3 separate regions of the Mus musculus genome follow, and regions 1 and 2 are each linked to region 3. A link is a contact called in public HiChIP or PLAC-seq and promoter capture Hi-C data. All regions are on one chromosome and are shown on one strand. Each heading gives the region's core, a stretch centred on a gene start, on an enhancer-like site or on the middle of the called end of the contact. The rest is flanking DNA. Distances are from core to core; before and after follow the strand shown.

The links. Promoter capture Hi-C pulls out the DNA fragments that hold promoters and counts their contacts. HiChIP or PLAC-seq counts read pairs in DNA pulled down with a chosen protein or histone mark.
Region 1: a contact with region 3 is called in a promoter capture Hi-C map of hippocampal neurons, with 5 times the contacts expected there. The contact joins the promoter of Sh3d21 here to the promoter of 1110065P20Rik in region 3. A contact is called at or near these places in 2 of 39 promoter capture datasets (hippocampal neurons and pre-B cells).
Region 2: an H3K4me3 HiChIP or PLAC-seq map of embryonic stem cells shows a contact between it and region 3, with 5 read pairs. The contact joins the promoter of Thrap3 here to the promoter of 1110065P20Rik in region 3. A contact is called at or near these places in 1 of 484 Hi-C or Micro-C datasets (B cells) and 1 of 115 datasets of contacts at active chromatin or transcription factors (embryonic stem cells).

What each region holds. Positions count from the first base shown.
Region 1 is chr4:126,161,161-126,165,447 of GRCm38.p6, forward strand. It overlaps Sh3d21 (SH3 domain containing 21), which reads right to left and starts at 2,181. Exons shown (of 16, transcript NM_001162533.1): 1 at 2,065-2,181; 2 at 1,806-1,963; 3 at 1,642-1,705; 4 at 1,293-1,411; 5 at 1,016-1,106; 6 at 808-863; 7 at 575-620; 8 at 363-463; 9 at 175-261. The coding sequence starts at 2,068. Thrap3 (thyroid hormone receptor associated protein 3) reads right to left here. Exons shown (of 12, transcript NM_001356455.1): 12 at 2,922-4,287. The coding sequence ends at 4,236.
Region 2 is chr4:126,201,260-126,205,222 of GRCm38.p6, forward strand. Thrap3 (thyroid hormone receptor associated protein 3) reads right to left here and starts at 1,451. Exons shown (of 12, transcript NM_001356455.1): 1 at 1,311-1,451. Gm25323 (a small nuclear RNA gene) reads right to left here and starts at 18; the gene lies at 1-18.
Region 3 is chr4:124,848,380-124,852,351 of GRCm38.p6, forward strand. It overlaps 1110065P20Rik (RIKEN cDNA 1110065P20 gene), which reads right to left and starts at 2,185. Exons shown (of 3, transcript NM_001347196.1): 1 at 2,143-2,185; 2 at 1,853-2,054; 3 at 1,106-1,583. The coding sequence starts at 2,177. The coding sequence ends at 1,488. Mtf1 (metal response element binding transcription factor 1) reads left to right here. Exons shown (of 11, transcript NM_008636.4): 11 at 1-1,421. Yrdc (yrdC domain containing (E.coli)) reads left to right here and starts at 2,380. Exons shown (of 5, transcript NM_153566.2): 1 at 2,380-2,787; 2 at 3,314-3,428; 3 at 3,521-3,640. The coding sequence starts at 2,396.

The DNA.
Region 1 (4,287 bases), core at 931-3,430, 1.3 Mb after region 3:
ACACTCAGGGATCCATGCTCTATAGACCAGGCTGGCCTCACACTCAGGGATCCACTGGTCTCTGTGTCCCAAATGCTGGGTCTAAAGGCATGTACCACCATACTCGGTTTCCCGGTTTTTTTTTTTTTTAAATTGCCTTTCCTTTCTCCTCCCCATACCTGACTCCATACTCACTGGGGGCGGTGGGATGACAAAGTTGTCAGGAAAAACTCCTCTTCTGCCTTGGCATTCTCCTTCCCACCAGCCCTTATCCTCAGTTGTCTGGTTAGGAAACAAGCCAGTGGGGGGAGGTGAGCATCGCTCAAGTTCTTCTTGCCTGGGCCCCACTCCTTACTCTTCTGTAACTCCTAATCCTCTCATACCTTTCTCAGAACTTTCACCAGGTCCCCCTTCTGCAGTGCCAGCTCATCTGGGGCCTCGGGTTGGTAGTCAAATAGGACCCTGCAGGTCTCAGGGCAGGAGACTAAAAGAAGGTCACTCTAGTGTGTAGCCCTTCCCTCCGCAGCCAGTGACTCCCTCCAACAACCTAGCCAGTTCACCTCCCACATAGATCTGGTACCGAGGGAGGGCTCACCTGTCCGCAGGTAGTCTGGAGGGCTGTCATATGTCAAGTTGCTCAACTATTGGGGGCAGAGAAAGGGGGGAATGAGACAAGTGTCAAGCCATTTTAAGAATTCGCTGGGAGTTGGAGATTTAGCTCAGTGGTAGAGCGCTTGCCTAGCAAGCCCAAGGCCCTGGGTTCAATCCTCAGCTCTGGGGGCAGGGGGGAAAGAATTCGCTGGCTGTGCCCACCATGACCCAATTTACCTTAGGAGGCCTCTGTGAATTTGGGGTAATTGGCGGTATGTCTGTATTTCCAAGGCCTGCAGAAGAAGAATCGATGGTGTTAGGGAGGTGCTAATTTAGCTAGGTCAAGGGAGGGGGCCAAAGGGGTCACGAGGTCAGGAGGGTCACTGGGAAGATCGCTGAAGATTGCTGAGTCTGGTCCCAGGGGATCACAGGGTCACGGTCTCACTTGGGGGCCCACTGTCCAGCAATTCCACAAAGTTGGATGGGAAGGCTCCCAACTGCCCGTTCTTCTCTCCCAGCCACCAGCCGTCCTCAATCTGGGGAAGGGGAAGGATGCGGGAGCATCTGGTTCTGTCCAAGAGTAACTGAGGTGTCCATCCTTGGTTCTACCCAAGGACTACATCCTCCCCAGCTGCCTCCCTTCCCATCGCCCCCACCCTTACTTCACTTTCTTCTGTGTGAATAGCTGCAGCATCTCCCCAAGTGCCCCCAGGACCCCTCACCTCCTTTATCACTTCCAAAATCTCCCCAGTTTGAAGCGTCAGCTCGTCTGCCTGCTCTGGGCTGTAGTTGAAGTTCACTCTGCACCATCTTTGGGGGTCCCGAGAGTTGATGGGGTGACCTAGGCCAGACAAGCAGGGAAGCAGCTCTGAGCAGGGAGCCCCGTCTGCAGCACTGGGGAAGAGTTGGACCCCAGAACTCCCTTTAGTAGCTTCAGGCCCCGCCCTCGAGCGGAGCATTGTACTTCAAGCCAATCAGGGGGCTGCAAAATAGCCGCGGGTGCCCCACCCACAGCCGTCATGTTCCACGCGGGCAGTGAGGCCCCACCCGCCGGCCCAGCGCCCGACTCACGGCGACTACGGCGCGGAAAGCGCGGTCTGGACTCGGTGACGCCCCGCAGGGCCTCCGGAATCTCCTGGGAAAATCACATAGGGGCGGCACTAGGCACAAGGCCCGAGGCTGAGGCCAGGGCCGCTCCTGCTCCCCCGCGCAGCCATACCCGTACCAGGCCTCACCTGCACCAGGCGCTTGGGGAAGCGACCGCGGCGGCCCCGCAACTCCCCAAGCAGCCAGCCCCGAGCGGGCCCCGCGCACACCTGCCGGATCACGTCCCCCGGAGCCAGACTCAGCTCGTCCTCCGTCTGCGCTCGGTATCTGGCCAGGACCAGGACCTCTACGGGCGGAAGCGAGCTAAGAAAGGCTGTGGGGACGTCCGTGGACTTTGCCCTTCGGAAAGTGTTTAGAAGAACCCACCCCGAACCCCCACACACATACCCATGACTTCTGGGGCTCCCTGCGCAGCCTGACCGTCAGGCTGGGCATTGGGTGCTCGGAGGGCGGGCGAAGCCGCCAGGCGGTAGACTGGATGTGGATGAGGCGGAGACTCGAGTCATAGGTCAGGATCCAGGTAGTAGGAGTGGGCGGCCTGGCTCAGCAGGTTGGGCCCCAATTCTTGAAGGAGGAGTCCAGGGTCTCAGCCCAGGGCTGGGGTAACAGCTTCCCCAAGAGCTCTACTTTAGCCAAGTCTCCCAACCTAGGCCAGACTCTATGTCTTTTATAACATTTCCTGGCCCACCCTCTTCTGGCTTGCAAGTTCTTAGCTGCAGGGGAAGGTGGAAGAGGTACATACCAGGGTGGGGCCATTCCTGGGAAAGTGGCCCCAGATAGAGATACTAGCTCCTGTCTCTGAAAAGCTATGGCGGGTATATTCCAAACTTCAACCCCCCCTGAAGCTTCGACTCACTTGGGGGCCTAGTTGGATTTCTGATAACTACTGCAGATTCTCCTTGGGGAAAGGCAGCAAGAATCAACTTTTAATAAGGGCTGGCAAGAGTCTGAAGGTTAGGGTCCACCCAGTTTACCAGTTGGGCTAGGCTCACCTCTTCCTTGTGGGTTAACATATAAAGGCCGAGCCAGCTCACTGCAGCCTTGACCCCTGCCCCAGCACCAAGGAAGCCAAAGTCCTGACTTCTGGCATGGTAGCTAGGTTTGGTTCTTGGAGGAGTCAAAAACACAGAATGCACAGCCTCCACTGAGAACAAGAAGTCCTTCTTCCCAGAGACGAAAACTATGGTATATTCTATGGGACCTATTAACCCAGGGTCACTCACACAAGCAACAAACACAGTCCGTTTACATCTGCCACTTCATTTATTGTTTTTATTTGCAGGAGGAGTTGAAACAAAAATTTAAGGGTGTTTTTTTGTTCTCCCCTAAACATGAATCATTCAAGTAAAACCAACATAACTATTGAAATTAGCAAAGTAAAGGGAAGTATGCACAACAACCCAAGAGCGAAGGCTGGGGAGGGAGGAGGGTGCAGTCGGCGTCCAACAGATGCGCGCAGGCAGCGGTTCACCTGCTGGGGACCGCTGCCCCGGAAGGCAAGCACAAGGACCCTTTAATGAGGATGCCCCCCAACATCTGAAAATGTTTCAACCCAAAACGTAAGGTTAAAGAGAAAAAAAAAAGGAAAAACCCAAAAACACACAACCCCACAGACCACCCAGCCATAACCACCATCCTTAATCATAGGCGTTTCTTTTCATTTTATAAAAAGATTAATAAAAAATATTGAAAAAATTATTTTCTCATCTTGTATTTGTAAAGATAATAGAATTCAGAAGTTTCTTAGAAAACCGTCCAGAAACTGCCCTCCAGTTTCCACTCCTCTTGCTGAAGACCAGCAGGACTACAAAGGTTGGGACACTGGAGCTGCTGGTGGAGAATGGGAAGCCCAGCCCAGGAGAAATGAGACAGAGCAGGGTGCATGGGGAGGCTGGGAGCAACTCCACGGGATACATGGCTGTGTAGAAAGGGGAACACGAGGTGGTCAGAAAGGCCTTAAACTCCTCCTCAACATACAAAACCGGTTTGTACAAGATCCAAGCAGTTTGGTCCCAAACTGAGGTGAACACTTCAATTTTTATTCACATGCTTTGTTTTCTCTTAAGAGTCAAAGTTGCCCAAATTAAAATCTTTACACTAATATTACTATATATCCCCTAAAAAGAAGAAAAAGAAAAAAGGATTTCTTAATAAAACTCAGGACAGGAAGAGACTGAAAACCAAATTCCCATTTAGTTCCAAATGAAATGCAATGAAGAAAACTTGGTTTCTAATTGGGGTGGGAGTGGGGGTGGGACAACAAAACCAAAACAAAGTCCAAGCATCAGCATCCTTCTCCCTACCCTGCCCACCCCCCACACCACCAGCAGCAGCAGGAGCCCAGTGTGTGGTCTCATCTAGGCTCGGTGGCAACGTCCTGTCCTCTGTCCAGTGAGACGGATGGCACCAGGGACACTCTGCTGTCGTGGGATGGATTCTGTGTGGCAAGTGGGTTGTGGGGTGGCGTTTTCAGGATCTTCTTGAGGCTCCTTGTTTAGCTCCACCAGCCTCTCCCAGCGCCTTTCTTCCCCGGGCAAGGGCTCCATCAAGAGCGGCCCCTACTCAGCTGAGGGCTGTAAACTGTCCTTCTCTTCTCTGTTCTCTGTCCCA
Region 2 (3,963 bases), core at 201-2,700, 1.4 Mb after region 3:
TGTGTGCTGCCAAAGCAAGCTCGCTGCATTACTTTTTGATTCACTAAGTACTAATATTAATTCAAGATACACATCTGCAAATTAACTAAAAACTACAAAGACCAACTTTTCTCCACAAGTTTCAAGGCACCAGCCGTCTTTAACATTTATACAGAATAATATATACACCTAAGCTGTCTAAATAATAGGATTGACTACACACGGACAGTATTTCCACAAACAAAACTAGGAAAGATCTGAAAAAAGACAGTTGGATACATGCCTTTCGACTTAGGACCCACAATCGAAAACTCCCATACCCGGTAACAAGGGGTTAACCGTCAGTGAATTTCGTTGAATATTTACACTAAAGGTAGCCAGGGTTGTGCACTGCCATTTTAGAAAAAGAAAAAAAAAAACAAAAAAACTTAAGTACGTTAAAGTAAAAACTGAAATTTAAACGCAAAAGCTGATAAAGCCGTCTTTCTTGGCTCTGTCCTATAACGTCCTTGCCATATTGTTTCTATCCAATTAGCAAGCTCCTCGTTAACATAGGACTCTCACCGATGGCTTCCAACTTCTGGGCCACCAATGTTGCCGCCAACTACCGCCGCCACGCTCCACCCATTAAGAATCACAAGAGCAAAGAAAATAAGAGAAAAGTTGTTTAAGTGTGGGACACAACTGCTTCTCACCAGCAGGGCACACGCCAATCACCGAAGGAACGCAAGTCGGCCTCACTTGCAACCAAAGGAAGAAAGTGGGAACTATTTTTCCGATAGGAAATAAACTTGGAATAGGCCTCTTTTGGCCAAGAGAGGAAGAAAACAAAACAAAAGAACAAACAAGTTTAAAAAAAAAACAAACACAGAAGAAGTACTAACATTTAGTGTGCTAGCAGCCACATGGGCCCTAGAAGACAGAACCAGGCCAATGGAGACTGGTGGGGGAAGGGCGTGCAAGAGTTCCCGGAAAAAAAAAATTCAAATAACGAGGTTCGTAAAACAGGATTTGGGGGGCGGGGGGGAGATGGAGTTGGTGGAAGCCGTCGTTCCCGCACAGTGCACAGAAGTGTGCAAGCTGTTTCAGAGAGAAGGCGGCCGGAGCCCGGAGAACTAGGCCGGAGCGGAGGGAAGCGGAGAAGGGCGGGGAGGGGGAGGAGCCGATGGAGCAGGGCCCGCTCGGAGCAGGCCCGGGCCGAGCGTGGAGGAAGCCGCCGCACGCTAGGCCTAACCCTCGCCGGGGCCCAGCCGGCGCCCAGAAAAGAGGAAAACCCCAACACACAGAGATTAGCTGAGCTGTCCTCACTCCCATCAACTGCGTCCACTCACCTTGACCGGCCGGAGCGACTACAGCTGCAATCTCGCAACGGCACAACCGGCCCGAAGCTCGCCCCCGCCCGCTAGCGCGCCCCGCGTCCCCGCTCTCCGACGACGGCGGCTACCGCCTCGCTCCGCTACCTCCTGGGAAATGTAGTCCTAGGTTTCTCTCTCCTGACTCACCGGACGTCCTCTCGAACTCTATTTCCCACAAGGCAGAGCGAGCGTTGGGCCCGCCGCTTTGCGTCACGCGCCCGAAGATCGGCGGTCACGTGGGCGACTGCGTTGCGCCTCCGTTCCCCCCTCCCCCCGCTCCCGCCTGGGTGGCCTGAGGAAGAGGGAGGGAGGTGGACGGAAGGGGCCCGGGCGTTGCTGACGCCACTGCCCCCACCATTTTGGAGAGGCCTCTCCGGGGGACTGAGGGAGGGCCCGAGCCCCACCCACTCGTCTTCTGCTTACGTCCCCGGAAAGTCTCTAGTTTGGTGGCCATCAGGCCTCTTGGCATTCGTTCTGTGCCTTACCCTTCCCCTGCTTTCTGACCTTGAACAGATCGTTGTATAAAGTGAGGCTCATAATTTGTACCTCACAGAGTTGTTGGGAGGTCCCCGACAAAGGAAGGCACTTGATCACCCGGAACCCAGAAAACGCAACGCAAAATGGAGAAGAGTTGTTTTGATAGTGTGATCTCAGGGGACCCAGAAGTCCGTTGGATCTCGGTCTCTCCTACAGCCACCTCCTGTCCCATTTAATGGCAATAAGAGCCCAAAGAGGTTTTTAGTTTGGGGATTTTTTTCATGGGGAGCGGGGATTCTAGACAGGGTTCTCGGTATACTGAAATACTCTAGGTAGAGCAGGCTGGCCTCAAACTTGGCCCAGAGAAGTTTTTTAAGAACATGGGCCCAGGAAGTATATTAGTACCTGTGGAACCACAAATGTCCTGGAAAGTGAAACCCTGGGATTTGTGTTTTCTCCTTGGTTTTTGTTTTTTGTTTTTTTTTGTTTTTTGTTAACTTTAATTTTTAGAACAGAATCTCCCGTTGTATGCCAAGCTGTCCTGGAAATCACCGGGTAGCACAGGCCGTCCCCTAAACTCAAGGCAGCCTTTTCGTCTCAGCCTCATTCATGACTGCTGAGCTTACAGATGTTAAGTCACTACGAGGCTGTTTCTCACATGGTCACTAAGGTTTTTTAGAGCAGTTTGGTTTTCTCTGCACTTGCTTGCCTTAGTGAATCCTGCACATGTAAGCGTTCAAACGTCACCTTTTCTGTCATGCATTTACGAGCTACTGTACTGCTGTAGCTATTGAAACTGTTCCTGTTCAGATGGAAGGAAGGGTATCCAGGGATTCGGAAGGCCCAGGAACCGCTACGCTCTGAGAGGAAGCCTCTTCAGCAGAGGCATTGCAGCTCGGGAGCCTCAGCCCTGATCTTTCTTCTCTTCTTCTCTTCATGGCTTCTTTTCTTCTTAGCTTCTTCCAATGAGAAAGCCATACCAGGCAGCAAATCTCATAAAGCAGATTTATTGGGAGGGTTTGGGGTACAGAACAAAGACTCGAAGAGTAGTGGCTGTTTCTGCTCCTGGCAAGTGAACGAAGGACAGGGGTTATATATATAGGATTTATTCGGAGGCGGGGCTTTTCAGGGCATGCAGAGATTTCCGGAGTAAGGATTGGTGGGATCTCAAGTCCTGAACTTGGGGAGCTCAGGGATTGGTGGCTTTCCCCCACCCTCTTTCCTGTATTGAGCCCATGGATTAGAACAGGAAGACCTTCCCAGCTGCAGGCGGCTTTGACCTGACGGACACTGGAGACTTGATGCCCCAGCTGTGGTGGTACTTCGTGATGGCTGAGGTGGGAAAGCAGTTGCCGCCATTTAGACAGTTCCTTAGGTGTGCTGCCCAGGGACTACACCTATAATTACTAAAGCACCTGTTTTGTCACCAGCAGACTGTGAGCTCTTTGAGAACAGATGTTAGGGTCGGTCTGGTTTGGTATTAAATGCTAAATTCTGTACCCCAAGATCTGGTTGTCCCAAGACGAGCCAGTTCTCATGTGCATCAGCTTTTGTCATGCATACCAACACCAACAGCAGCACCAGAGCAGCCCCAGCAGGGATGATGAGTGTTGATGAATTTCTCCACATACCAGGCCAAAGCAGACAAAACACACATCGATCGGTAAACTTTTCTCACGAGAGAAAAGTCGCCAAGCTCAACTCAATCTGTAAGCTCTCTGGCCTCAGTAGTATTCTACGTAATTCATACTTCCCCACTTGTGAAGCATTTCCTGTGAGCTGCATACTCTGTAATTCCTCTTGAGACGTTCGGTTTCGATTTAAACTTCAGTTTGCAGGTTTTCTGGATGTCTACTACATGCCATGCCTAGTGCAAAATACTGCAAACACACTGATAAGCTAGACGAGTACCATCTGCCTCTTCACTGGCCCAGAAACTGTCGCAGGGGTCTGGTCCTCACCCTCTCTTCTCATCCAGTCTCGTCAAGTCCCCTACTCTCCTCCACTGATCCCCTGTGTTCACAGCGCCTTTACATCCATTGATGTGATTAGCTGCTTAACTCTCATTTCTAAATGTCTGGGAGCTACCATGCTTCCTGACTTCCCACAGGAGTGTCAAGCTTAGCCTGTCTATAACTAAATTTTCCTTCCC
Region 3 (3,972 bases), core at 935-3,434:
ATCATACATATTTCTGATTGGTCTGTTTCTTGCATATTCTTGGATCTTGTTTCTTATGCCCCTGCTCTTGGGGAGGTTGGTCATTAGCCCAGGCATCTCTCACTGTTCTGGCGGCTTGAGGGCTTCTCAGTCTGCGTTGAAAATGCAAGTTTAATTGGATCTGTCAAATTATATTATAGTACAACCTTTTTCTAGAACTGGCGTGTAAAAACCATACACTGCTCCTTGGTGGTGGCTCACTGGGACAAAAATAGGTGATAATGTCATGTCACTTTCTCAATTCAATGCAATTTCTACTTTTTTTTTTTTTAAACAGGTAATGTTTTCATAAAACTTTTTTCCACCAAAATCTGGGGTGTTTATTGTAGTATCCCCGTGTCCCTCGAGGTGCCAAGTCAGGGGCTTGCCCGCCCTTGCCGCGGGTGTTCTCAGGCTTCCCAAGGGCTGTGTGAGTCAACAGCCTGCATCTTTGGTTGTGCTTTGGAGAAAATGTCACTGAGGTTGGAGTCCCAGGTAGCTAGTCCCTTTTCCTGGGAATTCCCTGTTGCAGTTTGGGGAAGGTGGCTGGAAAACGGGCTTTTCTGGTTGCCTGGCTCAGATCTAGCCAGAAAAGGCCACAAACTCTTTTCTAACACAAACTAATCATTGGCCAGTGGTCTTGGTGACAAGTTTTTAAGTCCCAAATAGTTTTATTTGAATTATGTAAAAGTACCAAGTTTATTTTAAATGTAAAACATGGGAACAACGGACTTCCACTGAGCGATATGAAAACGTTACAGGTTCAGTACTTCCAAAGGAAGAAACCTCCAACCCCTAAAAAGAATAAATACGAATTTGTATTTTTGAAGAATGTGAAATAATAGTGTTTGCTTAATTGCTCATTTTGTATAAACTTAATATTGTACTTTAAAATATCTGCTATGAAGTGAAAATTTAACTTTTTGGAATTGAAAAAGCAATATTAAATACTAATGAAATCTTAATTAAATGCTTATTTAAATCTGGTAGTACATGTGGCATTACTTCCCATCCCTGTCCCTGGTTGACACTCTCTTCCCACTCCCAGCCATCAAGTCTTGGAGGGACAGAAAAGAAAGGTCAGTCACCAGGGTCTGCAGATTTCCTTTTAATCAAGACTCTGCTCAAGTGTTTTGTGGGGCTGAGAGCCCCCAAAGCATGAAATGAACATGTAATACCACCTGGAACCCCCAAAGCAGGCCAGACCACTCTGGCCAGCACTGCTGGCTTCCTGAATCCGAGTACTCAAGACTGGATGTTTGTTGGCTCCATTTCAAAGCACAGTACTGCCTTCAGCCAGGACGACGTGGGAGTGAACCCAGCTGCTAGTAGAGTTGCCATCCCAGGCTGAGGGCCAAGTACCAGCAACTGCCCGTGAAGACTGGCCCCTTTTAGTGAAGGGAGTTGGTCACAGTCCAGCCACTGGCCCTGGAAAGGGACAGAAGTCAGGGTGCCCGGCTAGGGTATGATCAAGACTCCGAGGCTCCATCGCCAGCATCCTTTGGAAGGCCACCTCTGGCCGATACAGATGGCTGGGGCGGCGCTCCAGACTTGGCTGAACCGTTCTAGTTGGAACAGAAAAGGGGGGAGGGGGGATGAGCCCGGAGGAAAGGCCTTAAGTTAGGCCCCACAAGAATAAGGCCACTTGGCATCTCGACAGTACCATGCTTTTTCAAAACCTCGCTCAGATCAAAGGAAGTTAAGCGGTGGGGATGCTCTTCCACCTGCCTCCTTTGGAGCGGGGTGGGGGTGGGGAGCGCGAGCTAGACCAGTGCAGTGAGTGGGAAGCGCCCACCTCCCCAGGTCCAGCCCGGAGAGGGCACTGGGCACTGACCCCGCCACCAGCCGGTTCTGGGCGCCGGCGGCCCAGCTGCCGCAGCATCTCCTCACAGGCGGCGATGGTGTCCAGAAGCTGCCGCTGCCGCTGCTCCACGGCGTCCAGCAGCTGCTGGGCGCGTTCATCTCGGGGCGGCTGCGGGGGTGGCCTCCCGCCGAGCCCCAACCCCGCCTTCCCACGGTCCACGCCGGCAGCCTCCCTGCCCGGGAGAGAGACGGCGTCAGGGCCCGGCGCTAGGCGGCGCGAGGTCGCGGCCCCAACCCACCGCCCCGCCGGCCCGCTCTCACCCCCGTGACCAGCCTGCGCCGGGACCCCACTCCATCGCCGCCCGTGCCACCCGCTCACCACCCCTCCGCAGTCCGCCCCCCGCGCCGCGCGAGGAGTCCGCTAAGCCGAGCCCCGCCCCGTCCCCACCGTTCTCCTTCAAGTCGCCTGGGGGTCGCGGTCCCTTTAAGCGGCCGGGAGCGGAGGCGGGGCCGAGCCTCGCGGGCCGGAAGTTGCGTCCGTGCGTCACTTCCTCCCGGAAGCGGCTCGGCACGGATGTCTACGGCGCGTCCGTGCGCGGGGCTGAGGGCCGCCGTGGCGGCCGGCATGGGGTTGAGCGACGGGCCGGCTAGTTCTGGCCGCGGCTGCCGCCTCCTACGCCCTCCTGAGCCCGCTCCGGCGCTGCCGGGGGCCCGGCTGCTGCGGCTTCCGGAGAGCGAGCCCGTGGAAGCCGCGAGCCCCGAGCGCTCCGGCTGGACCGAGGCGCTGCGGGCCGCCGTGGCCGAGCTGCGCGCCGGCGCCGTGGTGGCGGTCCCGACCGACACGCTCTACGGCCTGGCCTGCTCGGCGAGCAGCTCGGCGGCCCTGAGTTGCGTGTACCGCCTCAAAGGCCGCAGCGAGGCCAAGCCGCTGGCCGTGTGCCTGGGCCGCGTGGCCGACGTCTACAGGTGAGGCGGCCCCGCTGGGGGCGGCCCCGCGGGAGGGGTTTCCGGTGACAGCCTCGGGAGACCGCGGCGTCCGCCGAGCGCGGGAGGGGCTTGTCCTTGCTCCCCGAGGAGGAATCCGGAACTGGAGATTGGTCGGGAGCGCTGACGGCTCGCCAAGATCCGCTCTAGACAGTCGGTCGAGAAGCTGAGTTAGGCGAGCATGGCACTCTTCTCCCGGTGCCCTTGTGATGGGCGGAGGGGAGGCCCGTTTCGGGGTAACGCCTTCCAGATGATTAAACGGATTGAGATTGTATCCACGTGCCACGGCGCTGTGGTTTTGTCCCCCAAGACAGGCGGATAGACTTAAAGCCCAGGGTACTCTGTGGAGTCTGTCTTCTGCCAGAACTCCGAGGAAGAGGGAGTAGAGAGTCAGGTAGATCTCGTTCATTATACACGCGAAGGGGACCCCTCTCCAGCATCTGCCTTAAGTCCCCAGGAAAGGTCCATCAGGGTGATTTGGAGAGGATTTGTGCTCCTTTGCCTGCAGGTACTGTCAGGTGAGAGTACCTAGGGAGCTCCTGGAAGACCTGTTCCCAGGCCCTGTGACCCTGGTGATGGAGCGCTCCGAGGAGCTCAACAAAGACCTGAACCCCTTTACTCGTGTGAGTCAAGAGTTTTCCCTTTTCCTGCGATCTAAATCAGACGCTTGCAAGCCCTCGATGTCTTCCTCACGTTCTCTTTTCTTGCTTCCCAGCTTGTTGGCATCCGGATTCCTGACCATGCCTTCATGCTGGACTTGGCCCAGATGTTTGGGGGACCACTTGCACTCACTAGTGCCAACCTCAGCTCCCAGGCCAGTTCTCTGAGTGTTGAGGTGAGAATTGGCCCCAGCAGGTTAAACTGCTGTTTCCTTAAAATCAACAAGGCTAACACTGTAATGGGATTGCCTGGCAGAAATTTGGGCCTTTGGTGCATGGGTGAGAAGGTTACCCATTTGGTGTTGGTTAGAGGAGGGTATCCGAATGAATCTTGGAAGGGGGCAGGTGGTGTACTTGTAAGGCCAGGACAAGGAGGCTAGGGTAAGAAAATCTCAGTCAGCCTTAGTTATTTAGGGACACTTACTTTTTTTTAATGATTTATTTTTATTTTATGTACATTGCTGTTTTGCGCGCGCGCGCGTGTGTGTGTGTGTGTGTGTGTGTGTGT